2 separate regions of the Macaca fascicularis genome follow, and region 2 is linked to region 1. The links are chromatin contacts, called in public Hi-C maps. All regions are on one chromosome and are shown on one strand. Each heading gives the region's core, a stretch centred on a gene start, on an enhancer-like site or on the middle of the called end of the contact. The rest is flanking DNA. Distances are from core to core; before and after follow the strand shown. Region 1 holds the start of FAM72A (family with sequence similarity 72 member A). Region 2 overlaps SRGAP2 (SLIT-ROBO Rho GTPase activating protein 2).

Region 1 (7,504 bases), core at 1,566-4,065:
GCATTATATCAGGACTGACCACCTTGGCTAAACCACAGACTTTGTCCAGACAGTCTGCCCACTTAGATATATTCCAAGGGGATCATCAAACTGGTGGGAGTGGCTGGAACACCGAAATGATAACCTCTTTGTTGACTCCCACAGATCCAAGCCATAAGTGTTCCCATTTAGTTAAAAGCTACCGTTGCCCGCCACTAGCATGACTTACTTGGTAGGAGGGATGTCTGTAGAGAAAAGGTCTATTTCAGTATCAGCCAGCAAAACAGCCTTCATTCCCCTAGAGCTGAGCACTTGTTTACAGAATTTGCAACACAGGATGGACACGCACCTGTCCTTGAAACTACAAGTGTTGGTAGACATGGTGTCGCAGGAAGGATGAGGTGTGAGATTTTGAAAAAGGAAACAAGAGCAGTGCTCCTACTACTTTGATTCCCCTAGGCTAAAATTCAAGTTGCGAGATCTCGAGCTTTTCTAAGTTCTGATATTGGGAAGGAAATTAGTTTTTTTCTGTTTTCCCAGTGGCGGAGTAGAAGTATTTATTGAGTAGGAACAGGGGAGCGCGGCAACTTAGCTTTTCTTTTTAACTTTTGGGGAAGGGAGTGGAGTTTGAATTGGAGAGGAGGCAGGTGGGGTTTGAAGGGAACTTCTCAACAGCTTTCCCTTTCTGCTGTCTAAAGGAGTCCTCTACTCTTCAGCCCCTGCCCCTTCATAGCAATTCCCTCAGCCTTCTCCGATCGTCTTATTTAAAGCTTCTCCTCTTTTAAGAGGCCCCTTTCCCAGCATTAAACCCCTCCCGCGGAGCGCTCCCGTTCCCTGCTCTCGGATCTCGGGCTAAGCGTCCCTTCCCACTTCTCCTCTTCCCAGGATTCAGAAACTCCCTTCGCTTTTTCCGCCAGGCGATCCCGGGTTCTCCTCCGTCCCGCCCCTCTCTCCTGGACTTTCCTCCGCTCTGCGGGTCCGCGGGCCCCCTTCCTGGCAACCCCCGGCCCTCAGCGTGCTCGCGCTGTTTCTCTCGCGTCTTTCCTCCTCTCAGCTGTCCCTCGTGCCCCCCGCAGTCCCCTCAGGTCTCTTCCTGGAGCGGCTGTTCCCGGGCGCGCGGTGGTGGTGGGGCAAGGCTGAAGTCGCTTTGGGGGCTCAGTCGGCGCTGGGGTCTGTCACCAAACACGTTGGTTTTCGCTCCCTCTTCCGCTTTTCCAGCCTCTCCAACCCGGTATCAGTTTGAATTGCCAGCGCCGCGCACCGATTGGAAGAACTAGAGTTCGCCCCAGTCCCTCATTGGAAGGCTCCGGGGCCTCCCCTGACGAGAGCTTAGTGGCTCGAAGACCGTAGGCACCGCCCAGTAACGGTGCTGAGATCAGTTCAGCTTTCTGGTTGGCTGAACTTGGCTCCGCCTCCGATCTCATTGGCCGGTTTCGGGAGGTTTCGGCAAACCCTCCCTTTGCCCTAGTGAAAGTGGCGAGGCACGCCCTTACCGCTTCTTATTGGAAGAGGTTCTACAGTCCCCACCGCTCTCTACTCTCTATTGGCTAAAATTACCCGCAACACCCCTCCTCTCTACCCCGGCCCAATTGGCCATGCCTTAGCTCAAGAGTTTGTGTTTGGTCGTCGGTTCCATCTTAATCCCGCCCATCAGTTCTACTCAGGGGTTCGACAGCCCCGGGTGGAGCTTAATCTGTGACCACGCCTCGGCAGTGCTAGTCACACCTCCAAGTTTTGCCAGCTCCTCCCCCTCATTCCGGGCCTCTTGGGATCAGCTCTTCCTATTGGCTATGGGCCCCATCGGTCGATAGAAAACGGGCGGTGATTGGTAAAGGGGTGGGCTCTGCTTCCCGGCGGGGTCCTGCGGAGTTGGCGGAGGCTCCTCAAGGGACTGGGGCAGCGGTCTGCGTAGAAACGGGTGGCGGGGAAGAGAGGGGAGGAGAGCTCTGAGTGGGAAGCGGAGCCGGGGGCCTGGGACCCGTCGCGTCAGAGCCAGGTAAAGGCTCCTTCCCTCTTCCTTTTCTTCCTCCCGGCCGCCGGGCTGGAGCCCTGACTGAACAAACCCGGGCTGGGGCGGGAAGGAGAGGGCGCGGATGCTGCTCGCGGCATCGCCTTAGCGGTGCCGCCCGGAATCCCTCAGACCGCCCCCCCTCCACCCTCTCCAAATCTCCCAGTACAGCCCATAATACTTCTCAGGACTGCGAGTCTCTCCGCCCATCACTGTACAGCCTGGGACTCTGTCCTGGCTCTCGGACCGCAGCCTAGCCCGCACCCAGCCGCCTCTCCCGTTCCTCCGCACACGGGCAGCCGCGGTCCGCCGTGGGGCGGTCGTCGTTGGCATCGCGCGTAACCATCGACCGGCCTCCTCCACTGTCTCCCAGCCCTGGCGGACAGCCCGGGTCCCAGCCTAGGACCTAGGAGGATGGGTGTTCGCTCAGCTTCCGGGGCTCTCCCCCAGTCCCACCCCCCGGCCCGCCCCGATGGACTTCTCTTCGCCCACTCCCTTTCCTAGACCATATCTCGGTCCCCACAGTTCCTGACATCCTTGCGCTTCACGCGACATCGCGACCCAAGATCGTCCCCCAATTCACCTCACCTCTAAGGCAGCCTTCTCCTTGCCCCCTCCTGCCTTCCGAGCGTGTGCAACTCCGTTTGTCCCCGGGCTCCCTTCCAGCCTCAGGACCCCATCTCACACCCGCCTCCCGCTTCCCGCCCCCCTGAAGCCCGCCGCCTCTGCTCCCTGTCTTGCTCCCTCAGTGTGGCCCCTTCCTCCAGCCGTGGGAAGTGGGAGACGCTAGCGGGAGCTTCCTCCTCCCGGAGCTCGGAGGAAAAGGAACGACCAACTAGGAAGGGTCGCTGCTGCGGCACGCGGGGGAGCTAGACGCCGGGCTCCGCGCTCCCGCTTGCGTCCCTCCCGCCTCCTGGGCCTGGTCCGGGGCAGGATCTTCTCGGGCACCGCCTGGTGCGAGGAGTCAGGACTGCGACCTCACCGACCTCCCCCCATCCCCAGCCTGGGATTGGGTGCGATATCTGGGATCTCTGGGCTTGGGTGGGAAAAAAATTTTGGAGGTGGCATTTATAGTCACTATCGTCCCTAGCTTGGGGGAGGCGACGGCTGCCTTCCGCTCGCCGCCCCCCGGTTTTCCCGGCTCCGACCCTATCCTCTAACCCGTTTCCTGCTTCAGCTGACCACATTGTTTTCCTGGATGTGTCCCGTGCCGAGCAGGCTTTTTCCTGCAGATTTGCCCCCCCTCACCCCGCCACCAACATTTTGCTGCCAAGAGAAGCTAGTAACCAAAAACAAAACAACTGGGAGGAGGGGCGGGAGGAGAAGAAAAGTTGTGCCCGGGTGGCTTGTCCCTCCCCGGCTTTGATCCCCTTTGATGTACAGGGAGGTGCCCCGGCCGGGGGTCTGGGGCCCCGTCCGGGGCTAGGTCGGGAGGGCTCTCTCAGGCTGGCCGCTGCCCAACGCTGGCGGGGCTCGGGAGGCCACCGAGGTGCCGCAGTCCCCGCCCGGTGCCCCGCGTTCCTGCAGTCCCCGCCCGAAGCCCGCGCAGGCGGCTGCTCCAAAGTGTTTTCTTTCAGCCTTAAAACAAAATCCGGAGGGAGCTTCCTTCCTCCCCACCTCGCCGCGCCGGGCTCTGCGGGCCAGGAGGCGTTAAGCCGACAGGAATGGGCCCAGGGCGGGCTCGGAACGACGTCCCCTACCCCACCCCCGCCGCGATTAGGATCTGCGCTCTGGCTGATCGCCCCCTCCCCCTTTTCCTGCATTTACAGGCAAGTGAACCGGAGCAAACGACTTCCGATCCAGTCTGCGCTGCTGCGGCTCCCGTTTGGGATTTGATTTGCAGCATCTTTGAGCCTCTACGACAAAAAACCGCGAAGCACGCCCAGCCCTCTCCCGGTACCCCGAAAAGCACCCACTCCCTCCCGGGGACACAGCTGGGCGCGTCCACACCCCCGCAGCCCCACACCATGTTGTGCGGAAGGACTTCCACTCCCTGCCTGTGTCGTTGATGTCAGACCCCAGGCCAGCCTCCGGGCGCTGCAGTTCTCCCGGCTAATGCTGAGGCTGCGGCTCCGGCTCTAGCACAGGCACCAGCCGCCGCCGCACCCGGCCCCAGCGCCCACCGTCTGCATGTGCCCGCCGTAGCCGCCTGCCCAGCCCGCAGCCCGCGCTCCACGGAGCGCTGGAGACCACCGCGGGGGGCCCCTTGTGCCCTCGAGAGAAGCGGTCTTGGAGGTATTGATTTAGGTGTTTGGATTTTTTCCGTGGATCTATCAATTCACAATTCGAATTTGGAAGAAAGAAGGAAAACATGACGTCTCCAGCCAAATTCAAAAAGGATAAGGAGATCATAGCAGAGTACGATACTCAGGTCAAAGGTAAGGGCTTTGAAAAATAGCACACTGCAAATGCTCTGTGCACTGGTGAGGCGTGTATTTCCACCGTGATTTGCAGGTTGTTCATTTCTTTGGGTGGAGCAGATGGGGGCAGGCTGACCCCAGAGGTGGTTTGTTTCATAGATGGGTCTGAACCTCCAAAGGATGGGCAGTGCCAGGGGCCATTGACACTGGAAAGGAATTTTTGGAGTGGGCTGTAGGAGTATCTTTGTAGGGCTGACCATGATTTTGGCAGCCCTTTCCCCCAAGCTGGACAGGGTGGGGGGAGGGGCAGGAGGCTCTTAGAGAAAGGCACAATTTGCCTCCGGTTCTCTGGGTCAGGTTTCCTTAAAAGACAACTGAAATCTGACAGGTGTTTGGACGTTTGTTTCAGAGATTGAAGAGGAGTCCAGACAGAAAGGCAACCTTGAGAAGGTGTACCATTTGGAGAGCCTTGGGAGAGGCGGGGTTTTTCAGATGCACTGTATTAAAACATGAGATTTGCTGTGGCATTGGCACCAAAAGTCCATTGCCACCTTGGGTGCACCTTGCACCTGCCTGGTCTCTGGTCGGCCTGCATACAATCAGAGACCATGGAATAAGGCCACCAACGCCCGGTCTCCGCCCTCACCTAAATCTGAATAGAGTTGTTAGGGTAGCCGGTTGGTGCTGATTCTGGAAAATGGGAAGACATAATTGTTTAACCCTTCTGTGCTGTGACCCTCTGCTCTAGAAGACATGCTTTTAAAGCCCCATTTCCCTCTCCTGAAAAATGTGAAGGGTAAAGCAAAATGAGGACTAGGAGAAACCAAGTGACCTGTCTTCTCATCTGGTCGACTGTCTGACTTGACTCATGAATAAGAGCCCTTACTCAGATAGCGTTTTTTAAACCAGCACTTCCCATAGGAAGGGTTCCTGCCTGTTAAAAGAGCTGCAGCATGTGTTTGTGCAAGGCACTGTCCCTTCCTGGTCAGTCACTGGAAAGAGCCATGTGGCTCCAGCCCATTGAGACCTTAGCTGGAGAGTGGAAGAGGTGGGTGGCCTTGAATGTTACACCACATGGTTGGAGCTCTGGGTTTTCCTTTGTTTCAGAGTACAGAGGGAGGGGCCCCTCCTTTCCCTGCACCAGTGCAAGGAGACCTTTTCCTATCAGAGAGGACCTGGGAAGGGCCATGTCTCCCCTCTAATGATTGCTGGGGGTTGGGGGTAGGGGTAGAGTTTGAAATGGGCAGCTCCCTTGTCTCTTGGAAGGTTGGAAGGTAGTCTGAAGTCCTCATTGTACCTACAGGATCTTTTTTATGTCATTAGTTTGGTCAATGCTGGAGGTACCCTAAGGGGCCTTCTATCCACTTGGATGAAAACATTGGTAGGTTTATTACAGAGATGGGGGAGTTAAGTGATTGATAGCTTCAGTTGAACTGGGATTGAGAGAGGTGTGGTTGTGAGTTATAATTGAGGTCTTGGCCTCTTGTCACTGTTCATAATCCAGGCCTGTTTTTGTAAACAATAGGCCACTGACCTCCGTGTCCTGTCCAGATGCACTGCATTTGCTCTTGGAATCCCCCCTGCAGTTTTAACCAGATATGTCTTTTTTTTTTTTGTACACATCCTATTCTTAAACTGTTGCCGTCGGGAGTGTTAATAACTTTGATCTTCCCAGATTTCTCTCCAGAAGCATGCCATTTGACTAAGGTGCAAAGTGATTTTAAATGTTTATTTTTTGGAAGGTTCAAGGCAATAGGTGTTAATAGAACCATATCTGCCAATTTCTTTTTGGCAATGGATTTCTCAAGAGTGTCTCAAAATTAAACACTTCGGATATTTACAAACATTGCTCATTGAGATGATGTAATGCAGATGGCTATTTGGGTTTTCTCTTCAACCTTGCCACAAACAGGAGACTGTTTTGCTTTGCTCTGATATTTTTCCATTGATACTATTCAGGATCATAGAATTTAATAGGTGGCTGAGCATGATGTCTTGTTCTGAGAAGGTGCCTGATGAATGCTTATGGAACTGATTTGAATAGTTTAGTCCTTCATTTTACAGCTGAGGAGAATACAGAGAACTGAAGAGGCTTGTCCAAGGTCACACAGCTAGATGGTGGCAGATCTGAAACTAGAAGCAGGTTTACCAACTCTCAATTCCCTATTCTGTATCTTTACTATGAAACATCATCTGACCAGGGTGGGAAAAAAATAAAAAATTCTTAAGGAGCCCAAATCTGTCAATGAATAATGGTAGTAATAATGATAATGATAATAGTAGATTACATTTTGGTTGCTCATTATGTTCCAGTCTGTCCCAAGTGCTTTAAATGAATGGTCTGGTTTAATCCTCACATCAACCCAGGAAATGGGTATTATTATCACCTTCCATTCACCATATAAGGAAACTGAGGCTTAGAGAGGATGAGAAGCCCTTCCAAAGTCACACAGCCAAACCATGGCAGCTTGACTTCATTCCTTTATTTATTAACTATTTATTGAGTGCTTGCTATGTGTTCTGGGGATTGGCAATACAGCTGGGAAGAAGAAAAAGTCTCCACCCTCGTGGAGCTTATATTCTGGAAGCTGGGCTCTCTATGGAACAGCGCAGAATTTGCAGACAAAGGGCCTGCGATCTGATTTGGCTCTGCCCCCCACTAGCTAGAAGCCCTGGGTCAGAATTATTATGAGTGTCAGCTTTTTATGTGTTATATGGGACTCATGGTGCTGCCAGACTTACTTCTCTTACAGATGCCAAGACAAAAAGAAAATCACTGTAACAGCTATGCCGTTTGGTTTGGTGGTTAAGTGCAATTTTTAGAGTCAAAGGGATTCAGGTTTAAATCTTGGTTCTGCCGGTTGCTAGCCTTTCACTTCGGGCAAGTTACCTGACTCGTCTGAGCCTCAGTTTTCCTATTTGGAAAATAGGTAAAATAAAATAGATTTCCTAAGGTAATAGTGAGTTGTTGATGAGATATATAAATTATTTAGAACAGTATCTGGCACTTGTAAGTGCTCAATAATGGTACGGTCTACTCTGTGAGCCTTTCTTTTGCTGAATTGGGCTGACTATTGAGACTGCATTGCATATTCACTCCCAAAATGCCAGCTATTAAATGATAGGAAATAAGTCAAGGAATGAAACTTGAGTTCTA
Region 2 (7,504 bases), core at 1,770-4,269, 170 kb after region 1:
AGCTGAGGTGGGGGGATCTTTAGGCCAGGAGTTTGAGACCAGCCTGGGCAACATCACGAGACCCCATCTCTAAAAACCAGTTTTTAAAAAATTAGCCAACCATGCCTTTACCAGCTACTTGGGAAGATGAGGCAGGAGGATTGTTTGAGGCCAGGAGTTTGAGACCTGCCTGAGCAAACTCAGTGAGACCCCATCTCTACAAAAATTTAAAAAATTAGCCAGTGTGGTGGTACACATCTGTCGTCCCAGCTGCATGGGAGGCTGAGGGAGGAGGATCACATGACATTTGAGCCCAAGAGTTCAAGGCTGCAGTGAGCTATGATCATGCCACTGCATTCTAGCCTAGGCAATAGAGGAAGACCTTGTATCTAAAAAGAAAGAAAGAGAAGAAGAAAAAAAAAGAAGATAAAAGAATAGGAAATATCATAATGGACAGCACATAAGTGAGAGGTGAAGCCAGCTGGACTTCCTGGGTCGAGTGGGGACTTGGAGAACTTTCCTGTCTAGCTAGAGGATTGTAAATGCACCAACCAGCACTCTGTAAAAATGCACCAATCAGCACTCTGTAAAAACGCACCAATCAGCTCTCCGTGTCTAGCTAAAGGATTGTAAATGCACCAATCAGCACTCTTAAGAGCTGTAACACTCACTGTGAAGGTCCACAGCTTAATTCTTGAAGTCAGCGAGACCAAGAACCCACCGGAGGGAACCAACTCTAGACACATAAGTACTTTTATTATAGACACATATTATGCTGTATTGCAATAAAAAATGTTTTTTTTTTGTTTTGTTTTGTTTTAACACCCTAGCCTAACCTGTCTTCAGAAGGCAAAAGCACCTCTGGTGTCCCTACTGTGGCATCTCCTAGCCTACCTCTCTATAAAAGTTTTGCAATTAAGTATATTTGTGTTTTATACATCCTTGGGCTTCACGTAGTTTAAGTTCCTAACTGGAGTTTGATCTTTCTCAGAGCCAAGTCGTGGTATCCTAACCAATGAATGAATGCTGAATAGAAAGAGCTCTGCTTGCATATATGCAGGTAGTGTGGTGGAGGGGAAATCTAGAAGTCATTTCTCAGCTCTGACCTGCGGGATCATCACCCCTTGAATCCCCAGAGCCTCGGCATACAGCCTCACACTGGCATACAGCCTCACACTGTACCACCTATTTTGGTGGTCCAAGTTAGGTGAGGGAGAGGACCAGACACAGTGCTCACCATCACCTAGCACTGGCCGTGCTACTAAACAGTCATTCCTTTTAGCGCTCTCCTCCCCACCAAAAGCATTTCAGGCAAAGCGCCAGCTCCTGAAATGTGGCCTCTTTGAAGTGGTGAGTGAATGCTTCTGAAACCACCACCTTATGTATGGTGGTGCTTCTGCTGCCAGAGCTTAATACAGGGTCGTGTTCCTTTCCTCTGAAATCTGTAACATAAATTCAGTTTTAAACTGTATTTTTTTTAACAGTTGGTCTCTGAACAATCTTTAGGGTGGGGAGGGGATACTCGTGGTTGTGGGGGAGATATGTGCCCTTGAAAACTAGATTCTTTTTTGGAAAACTGCTGATACAGGCTAAATGGCAGAGAACTAAATGACCCTACTGTTCCTACCTGCTGACAGGCTCAGCCTTGGGATGGGGCTGAAATGAGCTCTTGCCACATGGCAGAGACATGCCTTCCTCTTTTTCTTCTTCTTTCATACAAATAGGAGGTAATTTTGTGCCTGTCAAAAAATACAGCTTTGAGACGTAGATAACCAATAAACAACAGTCCCCCCCCCCAACTTGGAAAGCACATGAATGCTGATCTAAATAACTAGAGAATCGGTAACAAGTAACCTCCCTGTTGAGAACAGGTCTGAAATCTCTTTCATAGTTGGTGTTCTTTGGGAAACGCTGAAAGACAAACCCATCCAAGCTCAGGAAACGTGCTGATTTAAAGAGGTCCAAGGAAGAGTGACCAGCCCAGTGGCCAGGCATCCCAGATGCCTAGGATTCTCATGTTTCCGTACATATCTGCTGTTACATCCTTTCTGTGAGCAAGGAGGCTTTGGAACATTACAGTCTTGTCTTGGGGAGATGAAATGACACTGTGCATTTCAGTTCTGTTTCCAATGCTGTTATCTGTTGGAAAATGAAGCTTTCCTACCCATTTTGTCAGCATAAAACTGGTAGGAGCTGTTGCAATCTCATTGTCTTCTGATCAGCCCCTCCTTGGCAGCAGTCAGAGTGGACGCCCCGTGAAACACACTCTGGCCAAACGGTTGTGGTGAGTTTCAAAATAAGAGATCCCAGCCTGGGCACACCATCACACTTCCCATCCCATAGAACCAGCATTGTTAACTGTGCCACATCTCTATTCTAAATTTAGGCATCTTTTTTTTTTTTCCAGGCAAAGATTACTATGCAAACATTTAAGAGAAAAACTTTGTCCAAAGTAATTTTTTCCCCCAACTTCTATTTGGTTTCCTGCAATGTTTAGATGACTCATTCTCTTCCAAGAAATTTTAAAGAAAAGAGATGCAGGCTGTATGTTAGTACACAAAGACTGCTCTGTAAATTCTCTTTTTCTTCCCTGTCTAGAAACCTCTTGCCTTTTTATAGAGAACAGAAAAGCTCTACAGTCTTCGTTGTCATGTACTCGGCCTCATCAGGTTTTGTTGTTCCCGGGAATAAATGTCCCCCTTGTCTTTGGGTGGGGCCCCCTTGTGGCTAACCAGCTCTGTCAACCCCGCTGCAGTGGCCAGCACGGAAGCCCTTCCTGGGACCACGCTTTCCCCCAAAGGCACACAGTTAAGGTTTCTGAAACAGAGAACGAATAGCCTTTTATCATCTGTGAAAGGAGAGACACTGGCAATTTCCTGCCTCTGGCCTAGTGTCAGAATTTCTCCTGATTGCTAGAGGCTGTATTGTACATTTTAAGTGGGCTCGCTACACATGTATTCCCAGCCCAACCCTCAGCCAGAGGGAGTGGTAAGTCAGATCACTTCAGCAGCCTGTTCAAATAAACAGGGATAATCGCTGAGTGGTCCTCCCAACTAATCAGTACATGAAAGGAAACATCTGCCTGGGCTTAATTGCTGTTTTTTTGGTTACTCTTTTCCCTCCTCTTCTTCCCCCATCCCCCATTCTGGGGCTAGGTTATTTAAGTCATGGGTAAGCAACAGGGTAGAGGAATAGGAGCTTTCTCCTTTAACCTCTGCCATTCAAACAGAAGGAGGAGTTAAGAAACGATAGGAGGCTAGCAGGGGGAGCTGGCCCGGAGGCAGGAGGGCAGGGCAGTGGGAAGTGATACTCATGGTCACTTCCTGACCCTGTTGCTGACTCTGGGGCTCGGAGTGAGTCATGTTGCCTCACTTCACCTCCTTGGGCCTCTTGCTTCAGTGGAGCTCAGCTTTTCTCTCAATGGAAAGGAGAGGCTGGTATGTGAGATCACAGATGAAAGGCATTCCCTCTTGTGACTTCTTCCAGCAGTTGAGGTCATTGGATGAGAGACCCTGGGAATGGTAAATTTAAGACTGGCAAGATGCCCCTGAACCCGTCCATTTTGTAGAGCATCTGGGTCGCCTAGGAGAACTTGCTCATTATCTTCTAAGCCAACCAGCGGTACACTAAAGGGAGTGATGTTTGAAGATAATATGGACTCTAGAAGCCAGGCAGAAGATCATGTAGAATCATAGAATGGCAGAGGTTGGAAAAGACCTTAGAAATGTTTTAGCTGAAGCTTTTCATTTTATAGAAGGGAAAACAGAGGGCCAAAGAGTAATGTCCAGAGTTATCTCTTTGGTAATGCAGGAGCCAGGAATAGAAAGAGAATCTTATGATTGCAAATTTAGGGCTCCTTCCACCCCTTTCCCCACTATCAGATGTAAAAATTCTTGCCTACTCATGACAGAGGCTACACATAGGTTATATTCCATAATGAATACCTTAATAGAAAAAATGGGCAGAGAACACCTTAATAGGAAAATGACAGATTATAAAAGAAAAATGAAAATGACTGATAAACATTTTTTAAAATGCTCAGGCTCACTAGAATCAAAGGACTGCAAATTACAGGAGGATACCACATCAAATTATCAAGACAATAAAATGTGAAATAAACATTCATATATGCTATTGGTGTTATTTTAAATTGGTACCGTTTTTCTCAAAGGCATTTTAGTGGTATAAATGGTAGTCTTTGACCCAGCAATGTTATTTCTAGGAGAAAATAATGAAAGGTGTGTGCATTAGATCATATACAAAGTAATGTGATATGGCATTTTTTATCACAAAAATTTAGAAGCAAAGTACATGTCCAAGAATGGGAGCTGCATCAATATAATGTATTATAATGCTATAGAAGAATAATACATGTGGAAATGTTTACAACATATGTTTAAGCGAATAAGTTACAAAACAGGATTTATAATGCAATCCCAATTTTGTAAAAATAGAGAAGATTAGAAAAATACATAACAACCCTTAGAGTGATGATTTCTTAGTGGTAGGCATTTAAGAGTTACTTTTGTTTTCTTTTTTGAGGTTTCCTAGTTTCCTTATTATAATAAACATACATTACTTTTGTAATCAGAAAAAAAGTATTTTTTAAGTAGAGATATATGTATCTTGAAAAAAAGCAAGATTTTAAATGATTGTGTATCTGACATGAAAGACCTTCCTTTTTTTGCCTGGGAGCTAGCAGCCATGGTGGGAGGGATGGGAGACAGTATTAAAACTTCTGTTAGGATGGCATTTTGATATCCAAATTTCTAGTAGGGAAGATCTAGAAGGAGCTGGCAAAAGATAAAACAAGGGGTTTCCCTCTCAATGACCCATGCTGCCAATCAGTGTTAGCCCTCTTAGGTTTGGCATATAACACTTAGTATAGGAGGTGTGACAGTTTCCTTCCTGCTTCCTCATTCTTTCTTTTCTTTTTTTTTTTTTTTTTTTGAGACCGTCTCACTCTTGTCGCCCAGGCTGGAGTGCAATGGCGCAATCTCAGCTCCTTGCAACCTCCGCCTCCTGAGTTCAAGTGATTCCCCTGCCACAGCCTCCTGAGTAGCTGGGATTACAGGCATGTGCCATCACGCCTGGCTAATTTTTGTATTTTTAGTAGAGACGGGGTTTCACTTTGTTGGCCAGGCCGGTCTCAAATTCCCGACCTCAGGTGATCCACCCACCTCGGCCTCTCAAAGTGCTGGGATTACAGGTGTGAGCCACCGTGCCCAGCCCTATTCTTTATTTCTACTGCTCTATGTAGTTAGATGTCAGCCCTGGGTGGCAGCAGCAAAGAACCCAAGAGCCATCACTGCTCAAGATTAACTAGTTGGAGACCCCTTAACATAGATTTTCAGCATCTAGTAACAGCTAATCTCGCAGGCAGTCAATATTGAGATATCGCTGCCTTGTGAGTTTCGGGTAGAAATAAAGCAAGTAAGAAATATAGTTCCATCCTGTTTGGAGTTTTCTATTTAGTTAGGGACTTTGAAGTCCCTGGATGTTTATATACTTTTTCCTATTTCATCCCATTACACATCTTATTTTCCTTTGAAATCTTCTGGAATGCTTGACTGCAAGTATCTGAGAAACCGTGTTCCACCTAACAACAGTTGCTAGGTAGGATGTGGCTTTCAGTCCTGCTCTTCGGGGACCAATAGAAAAATCAAAGGCTACCACCCTTTTTCCCTCCATGCAATTGCCTTTGCTGGGCTATAGAAAGGGCACATTTCATTTTATTAAAACTCTTTGAGTAATCTGACCATAATTGGGTCTGATTGGAGTGGTTATCTGATTTGCTGGGTTAAATAATGGGCCTTAATTGAGTCTGGGTTATTTGTAGAGCCAGTGCGGCTTTTGCCTTCATTGCTCCCTCCTCTCTCTTCTGTTTCCCAATTAACCTTCATTCCTCTTTCCTTGCAGAGTAAAGAAGTCGGCCAGCAGCTCCAAGATGATTTGATGAAGGTCTTGAACGAGCTCTACTCGGTAAATCAGATGGGTTGCTTGACTCTTTAATAAGCAGAGGGAAGCAGCATTTGGCAGCTTGCAGCCATAGTACGTCAGCAACAGAACTGAACTGAGGTTGAGGACAAGTGCATGGTCCCCACTGGGGGTGACCCCACCCATCTCTTTTTTCACACTCGTCTTTTCAAAACAGAATGAGTCAAAAAATACTTCCTCAAAATAAGTTTTCTCCTCAGCTGTGCAAGCTCACCCTGGCTTTATTTGGGGCATAATTGCTAGAGACCAGCCAGAGTCTAGGTCATTGGCACAATGGACCCCATTAGCAGCAAACAGAACCTAACGGCAAGGAACGTAGCCTGCATTGCACTATTAATATGTGCCTGTTGGAAAGGCTTTATTGTTCTAGGTTTTGCATCAGATCTTGGATTGATCTACAGATTTGAGACTAGAACAAATGCTCTAGAGGGCAGCACAGAGTCCTAAATTCCCCCAACAAGAGGGACCAGTTCGGGCAGAGAGAGCTTTGCACTGGCTTCCTGGAGTTTTATAAAGCCAAACCTCAGTGACGAGGCAGGCTGCGGGCTTAGAGAAGAGAACACAATCTGTTCTGAGATGACTGGTGCTTCAGGCACATGATGCCTGTGGCTGGTGCGTGTTAATTCATGCGCAGAGAGGTGGTGGTGGTGGTGGTGGTTGTTCCCCAGCCATGTTTTTCTAATTATAATGAAAACAAACACACACTCACACACATACACACCAAGGAAATTCGTGTTGTTATACAGGGAATACTTAAGTTGTACAGCTAATGCCTTTCAGGGGCCCCTTCTCCAGCTTGGATGTGCCAGCCTACTGTGTCATTCTCCAGCATTTCTCCATCCTATTTGAAGGTGATACTGATTTCTAATGTTTACTTGCTTATTTGCTGCATTTTTCTTTTCTTTTCATTTCTTCCTTTCCTTTCCTTTCTTTTTTTTTTTTTTTTTTTTTAATTCACAGAACAGGCAGTGGTGACATGCATGATAGGCATATGGGATCAGATGTTGCTGATCCAGAAACCTAGGTGTGACCATTTTGTCATAGCAACTGTTAAGCAAGTAAATAGGGTAGAGTAGTCATCTGACTTATCTCCAGTGATGTTCAGTTTGTTTTGAATTTCTACTCTGTGACTCTTCTGCTCTGAGGCCAAGCATAGATAGATGGTACCTTTGGTTCAGCTCCCAACTTTTCATTTCTCTCAAATGAAGTTAAGAGTTTTTAAAAATAGAAACACATCGATGTGAACCATTTTCAGACTGGATGGGTTTCCTGAACCTTGTCTTTTTAATGCTTTACTTCTGCTCATTTAGAGCATTTTCTAAGCACCAAGAAGAGCTATCACTCCTTTCTCTTGGCAGAGAATTCCCTAAGATAGAAAATGACACATGTAGTCACTATATAAATTCTTTTATTTTCCTGTAAGCATTTTGACCCTCTACTATTTGCAGCTGTTTCTGGGAAGGAGTAGTTTGGATAACCAACAAACCTTGCCACTTCTTTAGTGGGACTCAAGGCAGCAGAAGAAGAC

The links. Hi-C and Micro-C count contacts between places; a contact is called where the count stands out from the background.
Region 2: a Hi-C map of liver shows a contact between it and region 1, with 2.3 times the contacts expected there. The contact joins the enhancer-like site here to the promoter of FAM72A in region 1. A contact is called at or near these places in 2 of 2 Hi-C or Micro-C datasets (liver and skeletal muscle).

Annotation. Positions count from the first base shown.
Region 1 is chr1:64,037,344-64,044,847 of T2T-MFA8v1.1, forward strand. FAM72A (family with sequence similarity 72 member A) reads right to left here and starts at 2,816. Exons shown (of 5, transcript XM_015449113.3): 1 at 2,576-2,816; 2 at 209-1,883. The coding sequence starts at 360. SRGAP2 (SLIT-ROBO Rho GTPase activating protein 2) reads left to right here and starts at 1,865. Exons shown (of 23, transcript XR_012432330.1): 1 at 1,865-1,975; 2 at 3,757-4,365.
Region 2 is chr1:64,202,927-64,210,430 of T2T-MFA8v1.1, forward strand. It overlaps SRGAP2 (SLIT-ROBO Rho GTPase activating protein 2), which reads left to right. Exons shown (of 23, transcript XR_012432330.1): 5 at 5,899-5,961. Among named protein-coding and RNA genes, the nearest start is that of IKBKE, 87 kb to the right of the region's middle. Within about 2 kb of position 3,020, at least 3 of the 6 cell types and tissues checked have an H3K27ac peak or open chromatin away from gene starts, as enhancers often do. A contact at or near this core is called in liver, where this site is marked.